2 separate regions of the Mus musculus genome follow, and region 2 is linked to region 1. A link is a contact called in public HiChIP or PLAC-seq data. All regions are on one chromosome and are shown on one strand. Each heading gives the region's core, a stretch centred on a gene start, on an enhancer-like site or on the middle of the called end of the contact. The rest is flanking DNA. Distances are from core to core; before and after follow the strand shown. Region 1 overlaps Sppl3 (signal peptide peptidase 3). Region 2 holds the start of Mlec (malectin).

Evidence for each region. HiChIP or PLAC-seq counts read pairs in DNA pulled down with a chosen protein or histone mark.
Region 2: a contact with region 1 is called in an H3K27ac HiChIP or PLAC-seq map of microglia, with 4 times the contacts expected there. The contact joins the promoter of Mlec here to the enhancer-like site in region 1. A contact is called at or near these places in 6 of 115 datasets of contacts at active chromatin or transcription factors (the SCID.adh cell line, double positive thymocytes, embryonic stem cells and 2 more) and 3 of 9 other capture datasets (adipose tissue, liver and pancreatic islet).

Annotation. Positions count from the first base shown.
Region 1 is chr5:115,067,052-115,073,682 of GRCm38.p6, reverse strand. All of the region lies in intron 2 of Sppl3 (signal peptide peptidase 3), which reads right to left. Among named protein-coding and RNA genes, the nearest start is that of Rpl37rt, 38 kb to the left of the region's middle. Within about 2 kb of position 4,537, at least 73 of the 459 cell types and tissues checked have an H3K27ac peak or open chromatin away from gene starts, as enhancers often do. A contact at or near this core is called in the SCID.adh cell line, microglia and pancreatic cancer cells, where this site is marked.
Region 2 is chr5:115,155,301-115,162,093 of GRCm38.p6, reverse strand. Mlec (malectin) reads left to right here and starts at 3,918. Exons shown (of 5, transcript NM_175403.3): 1 at 3,918-4,291. The coding sequence starts at 4,060. Gm35465 (a long non-coding RNA gene) reads right to left here and starts at 2,595. Exons shown (of 2, transcript XR_387598.3): 1 at 1,241-2,595.

The sequences.
Region 1 (6,631 bases), core at 3,288-5,787:
GGTCATTCAGTCCAGCAAACAGTTCAACTGAAGAGCAAAAACTTATAATTTTGGGTCTTATAGCATTTTGGTATCTAAGTTCAAGAAATTCATGGCTAAAGAATAGACCCAGGCGGGTCCAGGCACAGCCAAACCCACCCTGTAGCTAAGAAATGTCTGCCATAAAAGATAAAAAAGAGAGTGCAGGAACTAGCCAGGGCTATCAGGACGGACCAAATGGCCATCTGGCAGGATGGCGCCTCCCGGGCGGCGCCTCCCTATAGCCCACCATAAATCATACATTGACCAGGTGTCCTGCTGACCTCGAGAAGTCCAAGCCCTTGTGTCTCCCTATACCTTAGCTGGCACGTACTGCCCTGTTAATTTGTAATCACCCCGCCGACATTTAAATAAGCCAATCATGTGTAACCGCGCAAATTCTTTCGGCTCCCCCCTTTTGGTTTATGGTTTATGCCTTTATAAGCCTGTAAAAAGTTTGGGCCGGGGTCGAACTCCTCTGCCCCCTGCACGGTGCATGAGTTTCAACCCCAGCATGCTGGCTTGAGCGCTCCTTTGTTGTTTGTGTGTTTGTATGCCATTAAAGCCTCGTGTACTTACAGCGAGTTCAGTCTCTGAGTCCTACTGGGTGTGTGCGCCTTCCCTGGGTCTTTCACAACCACACACTTGCTTTTTGAGTTTAGCCTCGGAGAAGGAAATTTCTGTTGTCTAAGCCATCTATACTACAACATATTTTGCTATGGTAGTCCGAGCTAACAGAGTACAGATCATGTGTTATATATTCCAACTTGTTTCATATCTCTGATATGGCCAATATTAGCAAATATCTTAACATATGTTAAATAAAGAACCTGTTTTGTTGTTGAGGCACTTCACAAATGACAGGCTGAACTGATAGAGGATTGGTTAAGTGGGGCTTGTTGGGATCGCTCAGTCAACAGTGCTGTGCAACCCTGAGTTTGGATCCCTAGCGACCATGCCAAGAGCAGGGTATGATGGCACACGTCTGTACTTCAGTACTTGGGGAAAGGACAGCATTTAGGTCAGCCAATCTAGCCCAATTGAGGATCTCAAGTTCACTGGATACAGACCTAGGAAGACAGCAGTCCTCTGGCTTGTCCACGCAGGTGCACATACAATATAAGCACACAAGGACATCAGTCACGTCCATTGTAATAACGCTCATTTTCTTTCTGCTTGCTTTGCTCCATTATGGAATGAAGGACACTGCCTCTTAAAATTGTATTTGTGGGCTCTGCTTCCCTCTCTGTCTACAGTTTTTGCTTCATGGAATGTAAAGATCTTTGATTATATGACAGGCATCTTAGAGGCCCAGAGAGATGACTCAGCAGCTGAGACTGCTGCCAAGTCCTAGTTCCTGGATCCTATGTGGTGGAGTAAGAGAACTGGTTCCTCCAACTTGTACACACACATGAGAGGGAGGGGAGGGGGAGAGAGAGGGAGAGCGCGCAAGCGAGAGAGCGAATGTGCGTAATAATAATCATCAACAAACCTAGGCTCTTCAGCTGTCTGATTCTAACAAACTCTCACCAGCTCTGCTTGCATACACTTGGGGTCACACATTTACTTTTAGGCAGAGGAGGATGCTCGGCAGGATTTGCCTTAACTGCCTCTTGGCAGTTGGCCCTAGAGGACAAATTGTCATTTCTCACTTCCAATTAGGTCTACAACAACAAAACACCTAGAGACCAAAGGCCTGCATTCAAGTTTCAAACTAAAGCCTCTACCATGACAAGCGTGGTGGTAATTTTCAGTGTATTATCCATTCCTTTGTCCCCTCAGTGTTCATTAGTCTCATGACAGAGCTCATCATTTGATGGCACAGGTCTAGACTGGTTGGAGTGTTTAGGAATGTGTTGCAGCCAATGGAACACAAAGACTGGTTCTTCCCTGTGGGTGCGCATTAGGAAAACATGCACTAACCTGAGTTTTCTGACCCACTTAATGAACATAATATTGGTAAGTACAGCTGTGCAGCCGTGCTGCCTCTCTGACCTTGTGGCAGCTGGGGAACTTTAGAAGAACCCTTACTCACATCTCTGCCTGGGCTAGCTTCTACCCTTCCTCTGGGCTGGAAAGCTGCCAGCTGTCTTTTGATCTTACTTGAGGCATGGATGTTACACACAGCCGACATATCTCAGAAGGTAGAGGAAAAGAGCCTGGTGCTGAGGTCAGTGCTAGCCAGCATTTAACTCTTCCAAGTCATTATTAGCTGAGGGCTATTAAAACTCTACTTTTAGCACAGGCCTTTAATTTCAGCACTCAGGAGACAGAGGCAGTTGGATCTGAGTTCAAGATTAGGTTCCAAGACAACCAACCAGGGCTATGCAGAGAAACTCTGGAAGAAACCCCCAAAAAGCCAAAGAGATGACTTAGCAGTTGAAGCTCTTGTGTTCAGTTTCTAGTGTCTATTGTGGGGGTGGGGGTAGTGTGTGTGTGTGGTGGCTGATAACAACCTGTAACTACAACTCCTCTGGATTTGACCTGTTTTTCTCCACTCTGTTGGAGACATGTGGGCGGGCGGGCGGGCGGGCGGGAGGGCACGCACGCGCACACACATACACACACTCTTTTTAAAGAATATTTTTTTTAAAGATTTTTATTATTTATTTATTTTATGTATGTGAGAACATGGTAGCTGTAGAGGTGATTGTGAGCCTTCATGTGGTTGTCAGGGTTGAATTTTTAGAACCTCTGCTCGCTCTGGTCAGTCCCACTCGCTCAGTCCTTGCTCTGGCCCAAAGATTCATTTATTATTATTAGCTGACTTCTGATATACCAGAAGAGGGCATCAGATCTCATCATGGGTGGTTGTGAGCCACCATGTGGTTGCTGGGATTTGAACTCAGGACCTTCGGAAGAGCAGTCAGTGCTCTTAGCTGTTGAGCCATCTTGCCAGCCTGAATATTTTCAAATAAACTGACCAAGCAAGGCAAGCACATTTTATCTTAGCTGAGGTGCTATGGAGGCAGTCACCTTCCCATGCCCCGCCCCAAGACAGAGTTCCTCTGTATAGACCAGGCTGGCCTTAATTCTGCCTGCCTCTGCCTCCTGATGCTGGGAGGTCTTATTTTCCAACTTTACATTGTTCCATCACTGGGCCTGGGTTGGGATCTAGTCACAGCCTGTACACTTGCACAGCTGACAGCAGACTTCAGCTGTTTAAATACTGCCTTTGTGGGAAGACTTCTGTCTTAGGTACCAGGATGGCTGTGAATTGTGGAATTTTATCCTAACTTACCTGGTAACTTATTAACTCTGCAGACAGCCCAGTGCTTGGCTAGCCATTGATCAGTCTATTCTGTCTGCAGAGATGACCCCCCGCCATCACCCCAGCCCTGTCTCACCACCTTAATCTTATTTCTGCTCTACAACATGATATGATGCCTTTACATCAAGATGTTATTACTACACACTCCATTCAAACCGTACCCTGGCTATTTGCTTAACAAAGAGCACATTTGGGTTACTGAAATGAATGTTTAAATGAGCAATGTGGGCTATGAGAACGCTTAGCAGGTCAAAAGCTTATGAGTCTTATCCACACAAATATGAAGGGAGACAATCAACTCTACTAAGAGGTCTTCCACATTTGCCACAAACAGAATTACTCACATACAAATGCATAAACAAGACGGAAGTAAAAAATGATCAACAGAAAGAGGCAAGCACGTATCCAAAATCCCTGCAGCTGGAGGCCGAGGCAAGAGAATTCCCCAAGTTTGCATCAAAAGTGTGAACCAGCCAGGGTTATGTGGTGAGATCCTGTCTTAAAAAAAAGACCTAGACCAATGTTTTCATTTCTACTGATACCAACTATGACTCAAGAGAAGCAGCAGTAGGTCAAGCTTCCAGAGGGGAATGAATATGCAACCAGTGATGCACACAGTCAGCATTCACGATGAAGACACAGGAAATGGCCAGTCTGAGGACAGCCTGGGCTAGACAGCAAAGAAACCCTGTGTGTTTGTTTGTTATTTTATCCTATCCCTCTTCAAAATCATTGAGTGTATTGTGCTCTGACAGTAATATCACTCTCTACCTATGTGGGACTGAATGGTATACTCACAAGATTCCTATCTGCAGTTTTAACCACAGGACCTGAACATGTAAGTGTATTTGCAAACAGTTTTTAAAGAGGTATTATAGGTAAGATAGTTCTTTCTTCTACTCCTCTTAGGGTATCACTGTGCAGGCTTTAGCCTGGTCTAGCAAGCTGGTGTTGAACTCCCAGGTACACCTGCCTCTGCACTGAAAGTGCTAGGACCGAAGGTGTGCACTACCACACCTAGCTTAAAATGCTATTGAGGGAAATAGATAAGCAGATGTGGGCAAGGGAAAGGGAGAGACAGATGGACCTTCCGTCTGCACGGTCAGGAGAGAAGGACCAGTGAAGGCACCATCTACATGTGAAGACCAAACCCACAGGCCAAGGAGAGGAGTCTGGATAAAGCCCATCCTGCTGATATCTTAAAGTTCTCTGCTGTCTAAGCAGCTCAGAGCTGCTGAGTCACCATCTCACCGCAGCTGCCTGACCTTTACCTACTTCCTAAACAAGGAAAAGTAACTGAGGGGTAATCACAATACAAAATATGCAAAATGATGATGATGGCGGCGGCGACGATGATACAAAGCAAGAGGCCCTAGAACCTTTATCCTCTATGAATAAATACATTTACTATAGCTCTCCCGGCCTCCCCCACCTCCGTGTGTGTGTGTGTGGGGGGGGGGTGTACGCTGTATGCAGGAATATACACCCATGTGAGCATCTGTGGAGGCATTTTTGAGACAGGATCTATTACTGGATCAGACTGTCTGGGCTAAGCTGGCTGAATCTGTATTTTTCCATCACCTAACCCTAGTGTTACTGTAGCCACATGCAGTTCTACATGTGTGTGGGAGATGTGAACTCAGATCCTTCTGTTTTCATAGCAAGGGGTCTTTCCCACTGAGCCATCTTCTTCTTTTTTTTCTTTTTCTTTTTTTCTTTTTTTGTTTTTTTTTTTTTGAGACCGGGTTTCTTTGTGTAGCCTTGGCTGTCCTGGGACTCACTCTATAGCCCAGGTTGGCCTTGAACTCAGAAATCTGCCTTCCTCTGCCTCCCAAGTGCTGGGATTAAAAGCGTGCACCACCATGCCAAGCTCCACTGCGCCATCTTTAAAGAAGGACTAACACAGTGCACACAGTTTTTCATGCACTAGTGTGCTAAGGATAGGTTTCAGAGCACCACATAAACTCAGCTACTGCAGCCTCTCCTCCCATCTGATGTCTGCTTTAGATGAGCTGTACACATGCTGCCATATTCCAGACAGGTTATCAAGTCAGCAGCCTTTTACATGACACCGTGGTGGTATGCTGAGCTGGACGGAGTTCAAGTCAACTAATTAGTGTCAAATACCACACTTCATGCCATGTACAAGAGTCTATCATGACACGATAGCAGGAAGTTGTTCAACACACTCTCAATGTCTTAGTAAGGCTTTATTTAGGGTTTGTGCTTTTTGTAAGAAAGGAATAGAATGGTATTCAGCTAAGGTAGGGAAGATGCCTCAGTCAGCACAGCACACAAGCAGGAGGCCCAGAGCACAGCCAGATGCAGCGGCACAGTGTAGAACCCAGTGCTGGTTGCACACAGGAGGATCCTTAGTGCTGACGTCAGTCAGCCTACTTGACCCAGTGAACCCCAGGCTCAGTGAGGGACATCATTTCACAAAGTAAGGTTTGGAGGGCTGTTGAGGAGGACGCTACCGTTATGCACACCCACACAAACATGCACAGGCATCACATACATAAGCCAAAATGAATAATTTAATAAACCCTCAAAATCAGGGTATTATACATGGTTGGCAAGTCAAGTGTTCTAAATTCAGCTACATCCTCACTCTTTTATCTATCTATCTATCTATCTATCTATCTATCTATCTATCTATCTATCTATTTATGGTTTTTCGAGACAGGGTTTCTCTGTATACCCCTGGCTGTCCTGGAACTTACTTCGTAGACCAGGCTGGCCTCAAAACATCCTCACTCTATGAACAGAACTCAACTTACTCTTTAGATTCAAAGGTTTTCCTGAGCAGAGACCTAGGGCTGCTTTGCAAACCCTGCACTGTGTGCAGTAGACAAGGAGAGCTTGGGCTTGCCCAAGGCTGCCTTAGGTCTGACAGAATGTGCTGAACAGTTAGGACACAGAGTCTGTATTCAGTCGACAACCATGCTGTGTCTAAGACCTAGGTCAGGAATAACAGAGGGGTCAACAGCCAGACGGTGAGGTGGCCTCCGACCATACATACGCTGGAGCATTTTACACTCAAGGGTGCTGTGAGTCTCATTCGGGAGCTCCAGGAGAAGAGCTGTGAAACTGCGTTCGTGTGCACTCCCCACATCCACACATAGTCCCCACATGTCTCTCTAAATCCACCACTGGGGCTTCACTCAGAGATATTTAACAAGCTCTCTAAAACTATAAAATAAAAAGACTTTGAATGGGTATTCTAGCAGACTCAGTAAGATATTAACAAAGAAACTTTAAGAAAGCAGAGACAGTGGCACCCAGCCTTCCTGATGCTGCCACCCTTTAACACAGCTCCTCATGCTGTGGTGACCCCAACCA
Region 2 (6,793 bases), core at 2,669-5,168, 89 kb before region 1:
GCAGAACAAGTTGAGCTCAGCCTGGGATACATGGGACCCTTTCTTTTTTTCTTTCTTTCTTTCTTTCTTTCTTTCTTTTTTTTTTTTTTTTTTTTGTTGTTGTTGTTGTTTTTCGAGACAGGGTTTCTCTGTGTAGTCCTGGCTGTCCTGGAACTCACTCTGTAGACCAGGCTGGCCTCGAACTCAGAAATTCATCTGCCTCTGCCTCCCAAGTGCTGGAATTAGGATCCTTTCTTTAAAAAAAAAAAAAAAAAAAAAAATCCAATGCATTCTTATCAGTTAACACAGTTAAAATCGGTTATCAGAAGTCTGTGGTGAGCTTAGAGATAATTAACTTCTCAGAAGAGGAAAACCAGGCATGGTGGGAAGCCACTTGCCCAAGTTCCCATCCCTAGTCACACTGGCCTATCAGCCTCTTCTGTGAGTTCTATCCTCTGCAGGGCAGCAGAGGCCGGCCAGCCCAGCCTCCTTTCTGCTGCTGCTGAAGACCCAGGTAGTTTCCCACTGACTGGAAGCTGAGGTGCCATGGGCAGGTCCTCAGCCTCTCTGGGTGGCTCTGATCCCTCTGGCTCGAAGAGAACCTAGGTGAAGAAACTTGGCTTTGGGAGCGGAGCAGACCACCCACCTCTGCATCAGAGGGCTCCAGGCAGGAGGCAAAGCCGCCCCCCCCCCCAGCCTTCTGTGTTTTCCTTCTTGAGCTTTTATTGTGAGCCATTCCTTATTCCTTCGGCGGGAAATTATGCCACTAACTTAAAATAGACTGTGCTTAATTAATAGCATGCTTTGTTCTTGGGATTCTTATCTCGACCGGAAGACACGCCTCTTTTCGGGTTTGTGGGTCAAGGTGAAGTTGCCTCTGGGGACTCAGGAACAGCTGCTTTCTGCTTTTCCACTTTTGAACTCAGGTTCCTGTTGGCTTTTCCCTCCCTGGGGTAGAAGGGTTTTTCCCTAACTCGTTAGCCTGGGGTGTTCACTACTATTAGATTGCCAGCATGACATGTTATAATTACTTCTTCTTGTATGATTAATAGCTACTGTGTACTAAACACCATCTATGAGCCAGGCCCTCTGCTAAGGGATTCTGAGAGTCCTACATGTGGGTATTCTAATTACATCTATCAGATGAGGAAGCTGTGGGCTCCGAGGGGAGAAAGGGCTCCCCAAGTTCCACATAGCTCTAAAAAGTAGAATCAGCCTTTGAATCCAAGTCTCGGTGACCCCCCAAACACTTAAGACTTACTTATTGACATTTAGTCATGTGCTCCGCAGTCCCAGAATGCTCTTGGGCTGGCACGGTAGCCCAGCAGGCACAGGGACTGACTGCCGTCCTCAGCTACAGACTTCCTGAGTTCATCTGGCCTGGCTTCATCTAAAACTAAAACAAAAAGAAGAGGCAGTAAGACAGCCTAGGGTGTACAAGCGCTTGCTGCTGAGCCTGACGACCCAAGGTGATGATGAAACTCATTAACTAGTGTTGTCCTCTGACCTCTACAGCCAAGCTGTGGCGTGTACCTATGTGCCTCCCCCCTACCTTCTGCTTACAAAGAAATGACTTTTCCAAAAGCTTTTTTTAAAAATTCTCTTCCCTTAAAATTTATCTCTTTTATGTCACACAGTCTTAGGACATATGTACAAATATTTTGTATCAGAGAGGGGGAAACTGAGGCACAGAGAGGTGAATTCCTTTACCCGGGTAACATAAGAGACACCGTTCATTTGCATCAAATATGGCCTCACTCACAGGTAGCCAGCCTCACAGCATACGTGGGCTGGAAGCTGAATACTGTTGTGTGGTTCTATACAGGTTACTTCACCATCTTCAACTTTTTAAGTTTCTCATCCATAAAACGGGGGGAACATTTCCTGTTTTTTAGCTTTCTGAGGTGGATATGAGATTCAAGTGTGTGGGAACGGATGGCTGTGGAGAACCTGCTGTCAGGGCCCTGTCTTGGCTACAGTCCTAAGCTTGGCTTTTGGATGGCTTCTTCTTCTTTTTTTTTTTCCAAGTTCTCTTCCGTGTTACCTGCATTTTTCCATAACAAGCATATTGTTTTCGCTGGGCAAGGTAGCACCAGCCTGCTGTTTTAGCTACTCGGAAAGCTGAGGCAGGAGGATCACAAATTTGAGGCCAGTCTGGACAACTTAGCAAGAGACAGAGTCAAAGTCTGGGAATGCACCTCCAGGGTAGGAAGGAACCGTGCTCAGCTCAACCCTGGTTTCCCAGAGGAGAGAGGTGCAGGGCTAGGGAGAGAATTTTCTGAGTAGATGGATGGTGTTTGGGTCAGCAAAGGCTCAAAGCTCTAATGGATGATAGAACTGGGAAGCCACTGAGAGGGGAACGGAGCCCATCTCGGGCTCAGCCCCAGACTGTAGCTCCTGTCACTCTATGAAGGTCACCTGTCCTGAGAGAGTTTTGCGGATTTAGAGAAAACTTTGACCTGGATCTTGGCAGTCCCAAGCAGGGGCTTTAATACCTGTATGTCTACGTGTCACGGACACACAATGAAGGTCAGAAAACCGCGACCCCTTCTTTTTTTTTTAGTTTTTCTCTGTATAGCCCTGGCTGTTCTGGAACTCACTTTGTAGACCAGGCTGGCCTCGAACTCAGAAATCCGCCTGCCTCTGCCTCCCAAGTGCTGGGATTAAAGGCATGTGCCACGACCTCCTGGCCTTTGGGCCCCCACATCCTTAGCAGCCTTAAGGGGACTGGGGGTAAAAAAACCCATGTTCTCTGCCAAAGCAGCTAGCGCTCTAGACACCGAGCCATCTTTCCAGCCTCCTATTTATTGTTATAGAGACAGGATCGCACTCTTGGAGCTCAAGCTGGCCTTTTAAAACTCCCGGTAATCATCCTGCTTTAACCTCTGAGAATACAGGCACGCGTCACCTGGCGTCAGCGCGCCCAGAGTTGTTTTATGTTCCTTTTTCTGAACCTCAAAAATCAAATTCAACCGGGCTTTCCATGTTTTGTCCGCATTATCTGTATGGACAGGATAAGTACTTATGGAACAAATGATTCCACTTCCCCCGCTTGGCTGGGTCGGAAAAATGGGAGTTGAGGCAGATACCCAAGGGCATGGACAATAACGCAGAAGAGCGCTGTGTGAAATGCCAAAGCAGGGAGCTCGGGTCGTGCCAGTGGTCCCCAGCAGGAGGAGGAGGAGGAAGCCCCTAGCTCCACTTAGGTTTCCAGGCCCGCCAGGGACCGTCGCCATGGAGACGCAGGCACCCTGGAGCCCCCTCCCCCTAACAGCCACGCGTTTCCGCTGCGTTGGAGCATTCTGATTGGACGGCCTCCTGGACGCTACCACACACCAAGCGCCTGCTAAGGGGTGACGGTGGGGACCGTATCCTCGCGGGACTCGCGTGTCCCGCCACCTGTTCACATGGCATCCAAGGGAGAGACGGGCCCCGATGCTCCACCCGGGGACAAACCATCGCTCGGCTTGCAAGAGCCTGGGCTCTTGCTTTCTGAGTTGAAGGAGGAGGGATGGAAAAGGCGGCAACGCCCCCTTCTGAGCTGACTCGGTCCCCAGCTCTAGAGCACCGGAAGTGTTGGCGACGTGTCAGTGCGCCCTTCTCTAAACCTTCCCCGGCCCAGGCCACCTTTCCCAGTCGACTGTGGGATTCCGGGGCGGCCTGGGCGCTGCACCCGCCACTTCCGCATGGAACCGCCGCTTCAACCGAACTCCCTCCCTGGGCGCGCGCTCCTTCTCGTGCCCCGTGGTTGGGCCGGAGCCTAGGCGCGGCCACTCCCCTCCCCGGACGCACCAGCCAATGGCGCGGCCGCTCTCGGCGGGGTGGTGGGTAATTCATGAGGGCCTCCCTCTGATTGGCTGAGGCGCTCCGGGCTGAGGGCTGGGCGTCGGGGTAGGTTGCTCCCGAGGTGGGAGGCGGCGCCCCAAGGCCGAGGAGGTGGAGGAGGAGGAGGAGGAGGCCCTGAGAGCGACATGTCCCGGGTTGCCGAGGCAGAACGGTCCGCTGCGCTGTTCTCCTGAGTTGGGGGCGGCCGGCCGAGGACGAGGGTCGGCAGGGGCTGCCCCCGCCGTGGTGGCCGCCATGCTGAGGCCCCGGGGAGCCGAGGGAACCGCTGTGGCGCTTCTCCGGCTGCTTCTGTTGCTGCTGCTGCTGGGACCGAAGCTCCGGGGTCCGGGGCTCGGCGTGGTCGGCGCCGCCGGGGCCGGACTGCCGGAGAGCGTCATCTGGGCAGTGAACGCAGGCGGCGAGGCGCATGTGGACGTGCACGGGATCCACTTCCGCAAGGACCCTCTGGAAGGCCGGGTGGGCCGAGGTGAGAGCCCCTCCGGCCGAGCCTGGGGGGGTCCGCAGCCTGGGAGCAGGGCGCAGCTGCGGGCCTCGAACCCCTTCCTCTCCAGCCGGGAGACCACAGCCTTGGAACGAAGTTTCTCTCTGCAGTGAACCTACCCCCAGCCCCCCAACCCCCCACCCTCCAGGGACCTGGCCAGGACCCAGGGCCTAGCCCTGACTGGAAGCTTCCAAGAGCCATCGAGGCATAGAGTTGGCGAGAAGTTTATATTTAGACCCTTTCTCATTTTACCTTGCCCCAGCCCCTCATCCCACCCAAGCTGGGAATGTAAAAGGCAAGGGTGGCCTTTTGCCTGGCGCCTGGAGGCCTCGCAGGTTGGAGGTCATCGACTCCGCTGCTCTGCCATCCATCGCGACGGTTTCCAGGAGATGCTTTGCCCACCCTACAGATCACCCGCCGTTTTCCGTGCCCCTTCCAAGCCCGGGACTGAGGCTTGATTCTTCGCCAGAACGGCAGGGAGTCTTCGAAGGGGGAATAGTACGGGAAAGTTTGACTGTGGCACCCCTCCCCTCCCCTCCTTTGGAATTTGTATGCTTAAAAGTCAAAGCCACCCGACGGGTGTCGGTATATCGCAGCCCATCCTGCCTATGAGGTCAACCTGTGTAAGGTTTGAGTGTGACCCCCGGGTGATCGTAAGACGTTTGATCCCAGCTTAGGGGGAAAGTGGGTTTTACAGAGTTTCACAGTTCACAACGGCCAAATGAGAATTTTGAGGGCAGATGGTTAAAAATACAGGTTCACAACGGCCAAATGAGAATTTTTGAGAACAGATGGTTAAAAATACAGGTTCCTGGGCAGTCTCTAGACACAGTAGACAAACTTTTTTTTTTTTTTTTAACTTAACTAGCTGGGACTCGGGTCTCTGCCCTAGGCACTTCTGTTATAGGTTACCTTACCCCCCCCCCCCCCAATTCATTCTTTGGAGAAAACCGCTCTAGATTCTTCCATAAGTAGGATTGAAAAACAGGTTTAGAAGGAAAGTCGGGGACTGAAGAGCTGGCTCGGTGGTTAAGAGTGCAGATTGTTCTCTCAGAGAACCCGTTTGATTCCCAGCATCCAGATGATAGCTCAGGATTGTCCATAACTCCATTTCCCAGGGATCCAGTGCGGCTTTCTGACATCCACAGTCACAGGCACACGTGTGCACAGAGAGACATACATGCAGGCAGAACACTACACAAAACTGTTTGAAAAGGTTTTTTGAAAAGGTTTTTCTTGTTTCATGTTCTGGAAGATTGATGCTGTATGCTGGGCGCAGAGGCTGCCTTTGCAGACAACAGGAAATCTCTTTTTTCAGTGTTTGTGTGTGGTTCTTTTAACTTTACTGAAGGTTTCAACTTAGTTTCTCCCAGTTTCTGTGTCGAGATAGTTATATTGTGTGTGTCTTATCTGGATGTTGTGGCACACACCTATAATCTCAGTACCATCAAGGCAGAGGCAGGAGGATCCCTGATTGATGAAAGCCAGTCTGGTTTATCTAGGGAGATCCAGGTCAGCCAGCAATCCAGGGCTACATTATGAGAGCTTGTTTCACAAAAGAAACCAGAATTCTTTGCTTTTATACATGTAAGGGTCTTGGCACATGGGGCTGTTCTCTGAAGTTCTGTGTCCTGGAATTCATTTAGACCTGGCATGCAGGTCCCAGGAACCTGGATTCCGCTGAGTCAGGGCTCCAGGTCGTGGCAGCCAAAGCCAGACTTTGTAACAGCAGGTCGTTACTGCCTCTGTTGCTGGTGTTCCTCTTTCTTCATGCTTGTGGGCAGAGAGGAAGGAGCTCCTGAGGAAACCGCACAGTTGGTGGACTTTGCCTCTTGAGATAATGGTGGTGAGGGCAGTGTACAGCTGGTTTCTTCATTCAGATATCCAGCTATACACTGGTTCCATTGTCCTCCTGTTAGGTCCCCGGTACAGAGGATGAAACTAGGACTGCCATCTTTAGTCCTCTGGTATTCCTCTTATTCTGATACTCTGCTTTTAGGTTGCTGGTGCAGGTGGTTTAGTTTTGGCCTGGTCAGTAGCCAGCTAGGCTCTCTCGTCCTTGGATTGTAGTTTCCTGGGGGCCAGAACACTCATGTGTGTGTGTGTGTGTGTGTGTGTGTGTGTGTGTGTGTGTCAGGGGTTGGGGTTGGGCTGGGTAATTGTAGCAAATACACAGTGTGTGAGACCTGCCAGACTCTTTCATCGTGGAATCTGATTTTGGACGATAGCATTTGGGGGGAAGTAGAACCGAAGGTCCCCTGCCCCAGACTGTCTGCTTGTCTGGGTGTGGCCGGCACGAAGGCATGGATAGAAAGAAAAGTTGGGTATAGTGCTGTGGCGTGGACCGGCGAGTGTTAGTACTTACTAAGTCCCTAGGCAGCTCCCTGGCATTGGGTCTGGGCCCCAGATACGTTTAAGCGTCCACTGAGCAGTCAGCTTTCTAGTTTGTTCTGTTCTGAGGCATCGGCCCTGCCCAGGGAAGAGCAG